Linked DNA regions of Mus musculus: regions 2, 3 and 4 are each linked to region 1. Evidence: chromatin contacts called from public Hi-C and promoter capture Hi-C data. All regions are on one chromosome and are shown on one strand. Each heading gives the region's core, a stretch centred on a gene start, on an enhancer-like site or on the middle of the called end of the contact. The rest is flanking DNA. Distances are from core to core; before and after follow the strand shown.

Region 1 (3,080 bases), core at 356-2,855:
ACCTTACGAGGGAAAACGAGTGGAACCGGCTTGAACCACTGGGAAGTTGGAAGGCAGAGCTTCAGGGAAAGACTTCTTTGTGGCATTTACAGCAGGGGCTAAAGTGCGGGGGGGGGGGGGGGGGGGGGGGGGGGAGGGGCTCAGGCTGTGTGACCACAGCTTTGTTTTTTTTATTTTCCTTCGAATCAAGACTGATTGGGTAGAGTTGTCCCTTTCAGGAACCAAATTAGTAACAGCAGTACATTGGTACTATGCAGAAGTTCTCGGGAAGGAAAGAGGCATGAGAGCTAGAGAGAGCTAGAGACAGGCCACTGAGCAGCTGGTGGCGTTGTTTTCTTTATTTTAACAAATACAGTCTTTGAAGCACTCACCAGCCTTGTGACCAGCTACTCCTGCGTGGTGGAAGAGTGCTGTGGCTGGTCTTGTTCTTTGGTGTTTCAAAATAGCTCGTGTGAAGGAACTGCTTCTGGCACAGGAGTGACAGTCACCCTGGATTCCAGGCCAGCAACAGCACACACCTTCCCCCTAGGAAGAGGTGCTGGGGGCTGGAAATGTTTTCTTCGCCCTATTCCTTTACAGCATCTCACCTGGCTTTCTCTCCATCAGCCCTGGGATGAGCCAGGACCATCCCTTCCGCTCTAATGAGATGCCTTCGGAGCAGTGGGGTAACCTTTGAATTGGCCTTCAACCTCAGCTGTTCAAGAGCTGGAAGGAAGAAGGGGAGGAGGTGGCTCTTGATTCTCTTCCTTGGCCAGTGCGTACCGCCTAGCTTTTCTGGGGTCAGGCTCTGGTGTCTCCTCTGCCCATCTCCCAACACGGCGAACCCCTTTGCCCACCTTGGGGGCATTTCTGCAAGGATTGTGGTCATAGATGACCAGCTTCAGATTTGTCAAGTGGGCCAGGCTGGGGAAGTAGCGGATACTGTTCCGATCCACGTCGATCACCTCCAGAAAGGGCATGCGAAGCAGTACCGAGGGGAAGTCAGCTAGCTGATTGCCGGAGAGCCAGATGGTCCTGAGCTCGCGCAGGCGCCGGAGCTGGCCGGGTAGCAGACGTAGGGCGTTGGAACCGGCATGCAGGGTTTTAAGGAGACTCAGCTCACACACCACATCGGGCAGCCGGGTGAGGCAGTTGGATTCGAGCCACAGGGTCCGTAGGTTCTGGAGCAGGCTGAGCTCATCCGGGAGGTCACAGAGTTTGTTATTGCCCAGGTAGAGGATGCAGAGCTGTTTCAAGGTACACACCACCCGGGGGAGAGCTTTGAAGTTGTTGAAATCCAAGGCCAGGATCTGCAGGTTCTGCAGCTGTGCCAGGTCGGGAGGCAGGCTGTGAAGGTGGTTGTCGCTGAGGTAGAGCTTCACCAGCTCCGTGAAGGAGCACACGTGCAGTGGGAAGCGACGCAGCTGGCTCCCGCTCAGATCCACCATCCTGTCCAGGGGCATCTCCCGGAGGTCTCCCACCACATAACTCTGGCAGCGGTCGGTGGGGATGAAAGCCACGAAGGCCCGGATGGTGTTTCCCATGTGAAACGGGCTGCAAGGCGAGCCCCTGCCCACCAACTCTGTCAGGGAGTGGGCTGGCTGTGCTCACTGCTCGGGAACCCTTCTACCCTCTCTTTATAACCCGGAATTCGGTGACAAAAGCCAGTCACTTTGACAGAATAAAGTGCTCCTGATAGCAGCTTGAGTGTCTGGTGACAGGCCGGACAGGCAGGGTCTGGGACGTCCTGTCCAACTCACATATTTGTCTTTAATCACTTAAGCCCTGATCTCTTATCTACTCTCTCCTGATCTCCCGCCCCCCCCCCCCAAATTGAAAAAATACTGTGACAAAGGTGGAGAAGTAAAAATGAAAAACACCTATATTTGTACTATGTAGGTAAAACTGTAAATATTTGAATGCATAGTCATCTCCTTTGTGTTACAACTCACCTAACCCGAACAAGGCCCTGCTTCAATCCTGAGTGGGGCACAAAACAACAACAACCCGCTGCTAAGTTTTCCAGGATGCATCCTTCAAAGTGTTGCCAAAGGCCTACATCCTTTACAGATTTTCTCCAGTTCCAACAAGCCTTAACCAATATGTAATCAGAAGCAATGGCTTCTGATTTGTACAGTCTTGCTTTGTGTCCAGCTAGCGTCTTGCCACACTGTAAAAGGGTACATTTGAGCTGGAAGTGGAGTTCAGTGGTAGGGTGCTCGTATGGCAGAATTGAAGCCCTGGGGTCCGTCTCCATTTCTGCCAAAACGAACACACACACACACAAATCCTCTCTTTGACAAAGGACAAGAAGGAAGGCTGACTAGCCTTCAAAAGCATAGATTAATTAGAATGTAATTATTAATTAATTCATTAGAATGTAATGCACCCGGGGGGGGGGCACTTTCCAGAGGTGGGAACACTTTCCAGACCCATTTAAATGGCCATTAAAGCTCTGTACTTCTCGTCCATAATCGCGTCCAGTTGAGAAAAGCAACGATGAGCCAGACCGTTCCAAGAACGAGGGCCTCCAAGGTCTGGCTGCTGGGGGCTGGAGAGATGGCTCAAAGGTGGAGAGCGCGTGCTGCCCTTTGAGAGGACCCAGGTTCCACGCCAGCCCTCATATCCACGCCATATCCACGCCAGCCAGCCCTTGTATCTGATAGCTTACAACTGTCTTTAACGGCAGCTTTGGATGTGAGGTGTGGGGTGATGATCCAACATTGTCTTCTGGCCTCTGTGGGATCTTGCATGTTGTGTCCGGCCAGCAGATCATAGCCTGGGTTCTAGCTTGGAAAGGCATTCTGGAAACCTGGAAGAGAAGAGGGGCTAGGCGGCGAGAGAAAATGATGCAGCTAAGACAGGCATTCTGATCAAAGCTCAATTTTACTGTTCCGACACTCAGTTATGAAGGAAGGGGGAGGGGGCCCGATTCCCGCCAAATAATCTCGGAGTTCAGTAGCAGGGTGACCACGTGTGTGACTCCAAACAGCAAAGCGGCACGTTCCACCAGTGGGCGTGGCAGAACGATTGAGCGGGAAGCTCCACCCCTGAGCAAGCACACACACACACACACACACACACACACACACACACACACA
Region 2 (3,080 bases), core at 216-2,715, 740 kb after region 1:
CCTTATACATATAACCAGGCATATCCTTAATCACCAAAACTTATTTATTCTCAAAACAGTTACTTAAAATGATCTGACGTCTGACAATTTAATGTAATGGAAGCTCAAACTACATCAATTTAAAAAATTCCCTCTGCTGCCCTCCCCTCTCCCCCTGAGTCCCCCCTCCCCCTTTCCAGGTGCCGTTCATTCAGCTGCTGTTTAGAGCTTGCTTGACTCTTTAAGAGTCAAGCAAGCTACACTGATCAGAACTCAGCCAACTAGAAGTCATGGTCCAATATCATCACAGGTTATTCCTCTCTCTAAATATATATATAAATTTGATATAATACATAAAATATATAAATAAGTATATATATCCTTTTTAAATGCCTACAGATCAAAGGAAAGTTTCGGTAGGAAAAGTCAAGGCTCGGCGTAGAGCAGTCTGGCCGACCATTACACCTGTGAACTTTACCTGTCTGTAAGACCAGAGTGCTCTCTTCTCCATCCAGAGAAACAATCCTGAAGTTATAGACGGTCCCTGCTTGTAAATCCTTGGGGTTACATCCGTAGGTAAAGTTGTCTATCCGAATAGGATGGCACCACATGGGCCCCGAGGTATCACTGCTGTAGATGAGGCTAAAGTTACAGGGTGACGCGAAAGTCCTCCACTGGATAGACGCTGACAAGCTAGAGACCCTGGACTCCAACAGTGTGAAGTTACATTTCACTTGCTCTGCCACTCCAGTCTGTAAAAGAATCAGAGAGCACAGATTAAGTCCATAGCCTGCACTGCCTAGAGATGTCCGCAGCAAGCTCCCCAAGTCACCTGTCCTCACCCCTGGAGTCCAGCTACAGCTGGCCTCTCATCCTCCAGTCCAGGAAAGGGCCCACGGGGAAAGTGGCTGGCAGGAGACTTTCACCCTAGTTGTCCCACCTCCCCCAGGAACAGCTGCAGACACAGGTTGCTTTCTTGACAGCAGGGAGAGCTGTCAGTTTGGTAATGGTAGGGTTTCAGAGAGGGTGGATAGATGGCTGTCCCATAGATAGGAGGGAAGGAGCAAGAGATTTCTGTCCCTTTTTTCCTAGCAGCTCAGCCCCGGAGGCCAGCAACAGGACATATTCAGTTCTTGGCTGGGGTGGAGCATCATCCCCAGACCTTGCTCTGCCTGCTTACCTGCACGACGCTCAGTGTTATCCACAAGGCCGTTAGGGCTCCATGCCTCAGCATCTCGCTGGGAGGCCAGCCAGGGCACTTCTGGGTACCACTTGTTGAGCGCTCAGCGCGCCCTGCGGGCGGGCGCAGCGCGCTACCCTCGGGGCTGGCGATGCTCAAGGGCCGTGGCAGCCGCTGCTTCTGCTGCCGCCCCGGGCGGGCAGCGGACACGACAGGCGGCGGGGACCCGCGGCGCGCGGCCCTTCCCACGCTGCCATTCTGACCCGCGCTGCCTCGCCCCCAAAGCCCCGTCCGGGACTTCCGCAATCAAAAGGCAATTTCCTTGTCTCCCGGCAAAGGAACAATGCTCGGGAGAGGGAGGGAGCCCTGAGGAGCCAACGCCTGAGGCTGCCAAGGGGGCCTGAGGCCAGCCAAGCTGCCACCCCTCCCGCCCCCTCTGCCGCCACCCCAGCCCCCCCAGCCAAGAATCCCTTCCTGGGCCGCAAAGTCTTGCTTTCACCTCCTCCTTCACTCTCACTTTTTCCTTCTCAGTGGTCCTTGACCCTATCCTACAACCAGTAAATAGTGCTTGAGCCCTCTCGCTTTTCAGCCCCCCCTCCCTTCTGCACACCCAGAGCCCCCCTCTCTATCTTCCTTCCTATCTTTCTCCAGGACCTCTTTTTTCCCAGGCTTAAACTTGACCCGAGCACATTTCCCTGGGTCGCCCACACTCTTTCCTGAAGCCTTTTATTAGAGGGCTTTAGTCCTTCTCACCTCAAAACACTCATTTGTCACGATGTGTATCCTCTTGACATCAGCCAGAGAGAAAAGACCCGCCAAGAGCCAGCCCATCAACAGGAGCGCCATCTCTCCAGCCACTTGCCCGTTTCTGTACCACAGGTCTGTGTGTTCCCTAAATCTCAGGCAAATACTGTGAAGCTACAACAAAATATCCATCACCTATGTGCTTTAGCCCCTGCAGGCAATCCCACCACTGACCATCCAGAAGGGCATGCCATGCCCCACCTGAGAGAAGAAGGCAATTATCAGCTCAGTTCACTGGGAAACACTCCAGGACCCCAGCTTCTTTCTACGCCTTCCAAAGCAGCTGTGGTGTTTTCCACACTAACTGCAAGCGCATTAGAAACTGTCCCATACCCTGTAGAAATGTGTCTAGAAGTGGGTCCTAGAAATAACTCCATCCGAGCAGCAAAAGTGCTTAATGGAATGTAGGTAAGAATAGCGAAACATCGCAGCCACTTTCATAGTTGTAAGGTTTTGGGTGCATAACCCTACTGAAGTAACCAAGACAAGGCAGTCATGTTCGGATTCCATTTACTGTTTGCTTAAGATAGTTCTTATCCCCCCCTCCCCCCGCACGTCCTCCACCCCCATAATTGTCATGTCTGCCTTGGCAACATAGTTGAGATTTCCATACCTCGACTTTGGTCCAGATGTATTGAGCAAAATAGTTGGCAAGTTGTAACTAAAATGACCTCTATGCTCTGGCAGGAAGGAACATTTTGAGGTTCTCTTATCCTCTTCTAACTTTGACATATCTTTGTGGTTTTTGCCTTTTAAAAATGCTATATCCCTGAGCTTGAAACATTCAAGAGGTGTGTGAGCCTGCTCTTGGCCTGACCATTAATAAGCACTCAAAAGTTTTAATTGGTGTAATCAGGGTGGTTGTCAATAACTATCTTGCATGGATTGTTATACTATATTTCAAATCACTAGGAGGAATAAGACATAAATCCCCCCCCCCCACACACACACATATATTACAGAGTAGATAAACCTGTTCTTGGCTACTTATGTCTAAGACCTACTTTGAGAAAACGTAGAAAATTTGAAACAAGTGAAAATTACTTCTGTTCCTTTAGAAAACACGCTTGCCATTATATCTTAATGAAAAATGGAGGTTTACCCCATTCAGACACCC
Region 3 (3,080 bases), core at 285-2,784, 630 kb before region 1:
TACAGAGACAGTTCTCTCTGACATCATCACCTACAGAGACAGTTCTCTCTGACAGCAGGCAGGGCACTAATGTGGAGCAAGACTTTCTAATAAGTAGCAACAACCACATCAGTATTTTGAAATAGTTTCTTTTTTTTTTTTTAAAGTCAGAAAAAAATATTCCTGTCTTAAACCACAAGGGGGCAGGATTGACGTGCTAATAAACCTACTGTTATCTGAGTTCTCAGCAGATTACAGGGACAGGCGGGTGGAAAAATATTCTTGATACGGCCTAATTAAATGGACTCATAAACTCAATATACCATTGCCAACGATGCTTATGCTATTATTTATTACTTATTATTTATCGGGCTGCACAGCTTCTGCACACTAATACCGTATTAAACATGGCATGCGAAGCTGGCCCTGATTCAGCGCTCTGTGGATCATCCCATCATCCCGATGGCTAGATTAAAAGGCGACAGAGAGGGCAGCGAGGGGCAGAGACATATTCATGTCTTGTTACACCTCCTTGATGATAGTGACGAAGGGTGACTTCACAAAAGAATTCAGAGTGACTTACTAAAGAATCAGTATCGGGAGAGCCTTAATGGATGATGGTTCAGTTATTCCAGGACTCACGGGAAAAGGCCAGCGGAAACTGAAATGTCAGAATAACAACCAAGGACCCAGCACGGTGATTACGTAAGGTGGAGGGAGCCAATGATATGTTTGTAATGTTATAAAGGTGCCGGCAGCACTCGGTTTTATTTTCAAATTTTTACATTTGCTTATTTACATATTTATTGTCTTGGGGAGGCCCCCGTGCTCTATGGCATAAGAGTTTGGAGGTCAGAGGACAGTAGTCAGGTCTCTCCTTCCACCCTGTGGGCTCCCAGGATGAACGGAGGGCACCAGGCTTGGCGCAGGCGCATTTACCTGCAGAGCCACGCAGCGGGCTACAACTAGGCTTCTGATTGAAGATGTTGCAAGAGTACATCCGGTTTTCCTGATCTTTTTGCCAGATTTGCATATCATTCCATATGTAAAATTGGGGGAACTCTGGGCTTTTACGCCCTCAAAACAAGTGACTCATCCTCTCTTACGAACGAACAGCTAAGCCTAGCATCTCTCACACACTGTAGATAACACGTTGAGAATTCAAACCCTTAGTCCTGGCATAGAAAACCAGGTCCAGCCCCAAGTCCCCGGAGGAGGTTTTGTATATGCTCGACGCAAAGGTTCTACCCACGCTGTGAGTGTTAACAAGAAGATATAGGACACAAACCTAGGTGCACCTGTTTTATATATTCGATCAAAGAGGCTTTGTTATCGTTCCAAAAGAGCGGCAGCTTCTCCTCGCGAGGATATTTACAGCACGACAGCTCCAGGGTAATTTCAAAGCACTGGGCCCAGATGTAGTTGTAATCTTGCATTCCCCCTGCAAAGCAAGCACATCTCATTTTTGTTAAGGACCAGTGGTGGAAGGGAGCCAAGTATCACGTGCCCGGGAGACGAGCGAATGAGAAAAAGAGGCATTGGCTGTGAATTAACACATCCGTCACGTGGGGCTTCACAACTCATCACGTGATCAGACAGACACGGGGTCCCGTGAGGTAGCTGGGGTGCAGCTGACTGAAACTCAGTTATGCACCAAAATTAAGTCAGAGATGGGAAATGATTTCCCCCTCCCTTAAAATCCTACATTTCAAGAGCACCCCTCCCCCTTAAATTGCATTCTAACTAGAAAGGAGTAGGGGCGTGGTTAGAGGGTAGAGGCTACATTTTATGTGGGTACAGGCTGTTTTTAAGAAGAGGTTCAGAGGAGGACAGGACACGGTGTAAATGGGGCACTCATGTTCTCAAAGACATTTTAAGTTAAAAATATTGCAAAAAGGAAAATTTAGTTTATTGACTCTACTGCAAAAAGGTAGTGGGATAAACAGGCTGGGAAAGACAGCAGAATATGATTGTTTTTTAAAGTATTTCTGTAGGGCTGGAAAGACGGATACTGGTACTTTCCCAGCAAACTTGAGTTCGGTGCCCAGTACCCGCATCAGGTGGCTCCAGGCCAGGGGATTTGACCCCTTTCTTTTGGTCTCCTGCACACATGTGGCATAGACTCACACAAACATACACGCATACACAAAAAACAAAACGAAAAAAGCAGATCTTTAAAAATATTTCTGTAAACTATAAAATTAATTAAACTAAAATCAGAGACACTGGTTTTAGAGGAATAATAATAATGTTTATATTACTGAGTTTTCAGGGGTTGTTTTTTTAGATTCTTTCCTAAGATCTTTATGCCATCTCATGGAATCTGTCTGAACAGTCCTTGAGGGCAGCAGGTCCAGGGACTCCTGCCCATGGGTGGCAGAGAGCAGGGTGCAGCCTTGTGGCTTTGGTCTTCTTTATGACAAGATGTCTCTGAGACTCAGAGAAGATGCTACTGACTTTAGGAAGGCTCAGACACAGGTGCGTGTGGCTTCCAGCTGTCACTGCTCTTGTGTGCTTTATAATTCTTTGACATTAGGAGACCCTAAATTCAAAGGGTTATAGTTACTGTGTATTTTACAGGGCATGAAATTTCGTATATGACATCTCTGGATTTATGTGTCTTAAAATTTCATGTCTGAAAAATGTGTATTTAACAGAGAGGATTTTATTTCCTGGTGGTATGTTATATTTTATACGAATGACAGCTTAGATTTGATGAAATGAAGTCCCCCCCCCCCCCACTCCTCTTCTCTTTCTGTAATATATACTGAGCTCTAGCCAGAATCTCATTATACCAGTTCAGTGGTCCACCACCAAGCCACACCATCAGCCCTATAGTAACTTTGAAGGAAGTAGATTACACCTTATTACACACAGTATCTGATCTGGTTTGAATGTGAAATGCCCTTCCATAGGATCATGTGTCTGGGCACTCAGTCCTTGGCTGCTCCTGGCAGAGGCAGGGCCACAGTGATAGGGCTAGCAGGTGGCATCTGTCCCTGGTCTCCCAGTGACCTCTGTTTCCCCTGTTTCTACCAATCATGCAAGTGTAAGGTAAATGATGCTCTGTCAGGCACTTTGTCCCAGCAATCAAACCAGTA
Region 4 (3,080 bases), core at 250-2,749, 530 kb after region 1:
AACCCAAGGGTTTGTGTGGATACTGCTCAGCAGTTGATAACAGCCAGGAGGCATACTGTATTCAAGTTGCATGATGTTTTCTAAGTGTGCTAGTAAGATTTGAGTCAGTCTTACAGCCTTACATATTCCTGGGCCCTAAAATTACTGGATTGAAATAGATAAATTTCCAGGAATCCATTTCTCCTAGATCTTCATTGCATTGAAATGAAGTAGCTGTATAGTTGGAATAGTCTTTTCTTACTCGGCTAAGTATTTACAATCTTGGAAGTGGGATAAGGAAAAGTTTATCTAGTGTCTCCTAGTGTGTGTCTTATATGTAGGCAGTTAGTTAACCAGCTGTCTCGATGAACCATAGACATTTGTGTCTGGATTCTCAAAGGCCCCAGGCTACTTGGAAACAGAAATAAGTCTTCCTAGGATTTAGAGTCCTGACTCGTGTGTGGTGGTATAGTACCTAGTTCTAACTGATAGACATCTGAGATTGCAATTGACTTTGTAGAGCAAGAGAGCATAACTGACACGATTTAAAAGTGAAGATCCTGACGTTGGGATGCCCAGGCAAAGTAACTTCTAGTTGCTTTAGGAATTGAGTCTGGCGTGCTTGTTGTATGCACTGGAGAGATGTATGTGGATAGGACCATTCTCCTTGATGCTGTGAGCTTACTATCTAGTAAACACACTGCTGTTTTTTATTGTGTGTCTTGATTGTCTTTGTGCCATTAGGACTTTGTTTATGAGAAGCACTTAGTAGATATTTGCTGTTATATAATGAAGAAGATAAGTTTCTCGAACATACTGTTGGTATATGCCCTTAGATAGTTTAATGATGAAACAATTTAGGGAATGAGGAACTTTCTGGTTATCAATTAGTTTCAGCTATTAGTAAAGTATAATCTTTCCTTTCATGTGGATTAGAGATCAAAGAGATCATTAAGCTTTCCTGTATAAACTTTCTGTGGAAACTCAGTTAATTAAACTGCCTCATTTTTCTTTGACATTAAGATCATTTGTTGGGTCCTTCAACTGTCATGTGCACATTAAAAATGAGGGGGAAGCTGGTATTCCAGTATTTACTGTGTGTTAATCTTCACAACTCCATGAAATGTTAAGGAACTTGTAAGGTCTTGTAGATGGCAAGTGATGGAGCCAGGATTAAGTTCCTTTGTAAGAGTAGTGCTCTGAATCTAACACAGTGTGTGAAACCCAAGAGCTGAAGTCATGATCCTAGTGATAGTGTTGCCTCTGCAGATCCCAAGAAGCTACTGAAGGTGTTGTGACATTTATGCACTCATCATGTATTATTGATGAGGGCTGCCCTGAATAACGTTCTGTACCAAGACCCAATCAATAGTATAACAAGTAATGAAGTTCCTGTTTTTCTCAGTGCTGACTTGTAATGGGCGGAGACAATAAACACAACCGAGGAAACCCTGCAGTTCTTGTAACAAGTAGGACAAAGCCTCCCAGTCAGGCTCATGAGATGTGTGAGGAGGTCAGGGTTACGTGAATCAGCAAAAAGCCTCTCTGTCTTAGGAATTAAGAGTTAGTGTGGAACGTGAGTACTGAGAATAGAATGATAGTTCCCGGAATGAGTGGTCGTGACTGAGCCTTTTGAGTATAGGAAAGCTAGGGCGCTCTAGTAAGTCACTTCCTGACAAAGGAGCAGTCAACAAGTCCATGTAATGAACGAGAGGACATCAGTGAATTATCCAAGGGATATCTCAGATCATAGGAAGCCTTGTAAACATCTGCTAAAGAATTCAGACTGGGCTGGAGAGATGGCTCAGAGATTAAGATCACTTGGCTGCTCTTTCAGAGCCCTCCAGGATCTGTTCCCTGCACCCACATGGCAGATTACAACCATCAGTGACTGAGGGGCCAGAGGATATAACATTGTCTCTGGCTTCCTCAAGAACTTCTATTTACACGCGTCATAAACAGACATGAACAGGCAAAACATCTTAACACATGAAAAAATAAAGGAAGAATCCGGCCCATGTTCTGGCCCTATGTAAGGTGCCAGCCTGATGACCCAAGCTCCACCTTAGAGCTCACGCACAGAGCAGTCCTACCGTTGTCCTGTGACCTCTGCATACACACAAAGGAAATGCATAAATGTAAAAGAAAAGAGTAATTTGAATACGTTCTGATTGCTGTTGTACATGAATAGCAAAGGTTTTTGATGCCACTTCCTCTTTAACCATCACTTTGCTTTGTAGAAAGCGGGCTGAATGGGGAAGGAGTGAGAGTCAAGCAGGAGCAGGGAATTGGGCTAGAGACCGAGAAGCAGTTGGATTTGGGTAGTTTGGAAATACAGTTTACACAGCTTGTTATATAGCGTTTGGAAAGAAAATTGCCATATTTACAAGATTGGAGATTTATGTGACTGGGTACTAATTAATAATCTATACTGGACATTTAGGTTGGGGGAGCGAACAAAGTTTGCTTACGGAAACGTGTGGCACTGCGTGCACCATGAAAATTGGTCCTGCAGAGCTTCTTTTGTCTGCTATTGTCTGGTTCACAATAGCTTTTTGTTCTAGGTTTGAGTTTTGAAAGCAGTTTGCTTTATCCATTTTCCCATCTGATACATCCTTAATTTGCGGAAGGCATGTTCTCCTGTAGGTCTGTAATCAGTCTTCTTCCATTTCTCTTCCCCTTGTTTCCTAGGCTCATCTACCCTGTCATCTGCCTGCATTCTCATACAGCTTGGCAGACTCGCCTGTCATGCCATCTCTAGCCACTTGACTTTGAAACATTACCTCCACCATTTATGGCCCGACTTAGATCATGGTCATTATTGCATTGATATAGTCTCCAGGAGACTGTTTCTAGTCCCAAGCCTGCGAAGTATTGTGCATGCCCCCAACAGGGTCTTCCTTAGCCCTTAGCTCTATGATGTACTCTATAATCTTGATCCCTGTTGTTCCAGGGAAGGGAAGGCATTCTTAGTCAGAGAATGCTCAGTAGTGAAGGTCCAGGGACAAATTTGAGAAGAGAGGGGAATAAAGGAGGATTATTAATCATACATAGAGTATCTGAGCAATGAAATGTTAGTTAAGGCTAGAACTTTCTTCTTT

What was found. Promoter capture Hi-C pulls out the DNA fragments that hold promoters and counts their contacts. A called contact is a pair of places that touch in the nucleus more often than the background predicts.
Region 2: a promoter capture Hi-C map of second pharyngeal arch cranial neural crest shows a contact between it and region 1, with 4 times the contacts expected there. The contact joins the promoter of Ptprb here to the promoter of Lrrc10 in region 1. A contact is called at or near these places in 6 of 39 promoter capture datasets (the 3T3-L1 cell line, cranial neural crest, frontonasal cranial neural crest and 3 more) and 1 of 115 datasets of contacts at active chromatin or transcription factors (pancreatic cancer cells).
Region 3: a promoter capture Hi-C map of the 3T3-L1 cell line shows a contact between it and region 1, with 4 times the contacts expected there. The contact joins the enhancer-like site here to the promoter of Lrrc10 in region 1. A contact is called at or near these places in 3 of 39 promoter capture datasets (the 3T3-L1 cell line, 3T3-L1-derived adipocytes and pre-B cells) and 2 of 484 Hi-C or Micro-C datasets (embryonic stem cells and pro-B cells).
Region 4: a contact with region 1 is called in a Hi-C map of the G1E-ER4 cell line, with 4 times the contacts expected there. The contact joins the enhancer-like site here to the promoter of Lrrc10 in region 1. A contact is called at or near these places in 6 of 39 promoter capture datasets (the 3T3-L1 cell line, the C10 cell line, cranial neural crest and 3 more), 2 of 484 Hi-C or Micro-C datasets (the G1E-ER4 cell line and double positive thymocytes), 1 of 115 datasets of contacts at active chromatin or transcription factors (bone marrow-derived dendritic cells) and 1 of 9 other capture datasets (adipose tissue).

Annotation. Positions count from the first base shown.
Region 1 is chr10:117,043,866-117,046,945 of GRCm38.p6, reverse strand. Lrrc10 (leucine rich repeat containing 10) reads right to left here and starts at 1,605. Exons shown (of 1, transcript NM_146242.2): 1 at 178-1,605. The coding sequence starts at 1,523. The coding sequence ends at 699. Gm10747 (a long non-coding RNA gene) reads right to left here. Exons shown (of 3, transcript XR_872056.2): 3 at 2,261-2,808.
Region 2 is chr10:116,299,759-116,302,838 of GRCm38.p6, reverse strand. Ptprb (protein tyrosine phosphatase, receptor type, B) reads right to left here and starts at 1,465. Exons shown (of 32, transcript NM_029928.2): 1 at 1,160-1,465; 2 at 458-731. The coding sequence starts at 1,213.
Region 3 is chr10:117,674,280-117,677,359 of GRCm38.p6, reverse strand. Cpm (carboxypeptidase M) reads right to left here. Exons shown (of 9, transcript NM_027468.1): 7 at 1,268-1,420. Among named protein-coding and RNA genes, the nearest start is that of Gm25709, 13 kb to the right of the region's middle. Within about 2 kb of position 1,534, at least 87 of the 459 cell types and tissues checked have an H3K27ac peak or open chromatin away from gene starts, as enhancers often do.
Region 4 is chr10:116,511,805-116,514,884 of GRCm38.p6, reverse strand. All of the region lies in intron 4 of Cnot2 (CCR4-NOT transcription complex, subunit 2), which reads left to right. All of the region lies in intron 2 of Gm31593 (a long non-coding RNA gene), which reads right to left. Among named protein-coding and RNA genes, the nearest start is that of Gm31593, 4.4 kb to the right of the region's middle. Within about 2 kb of position 1,499, at least 26 of the 459 cell types and tissues checked have an H3K27ac peak or open chromatin away from gene starts, as enhancers often do. A contact at or near this core is called in the G1E-ER4 cell line, where this site is marked.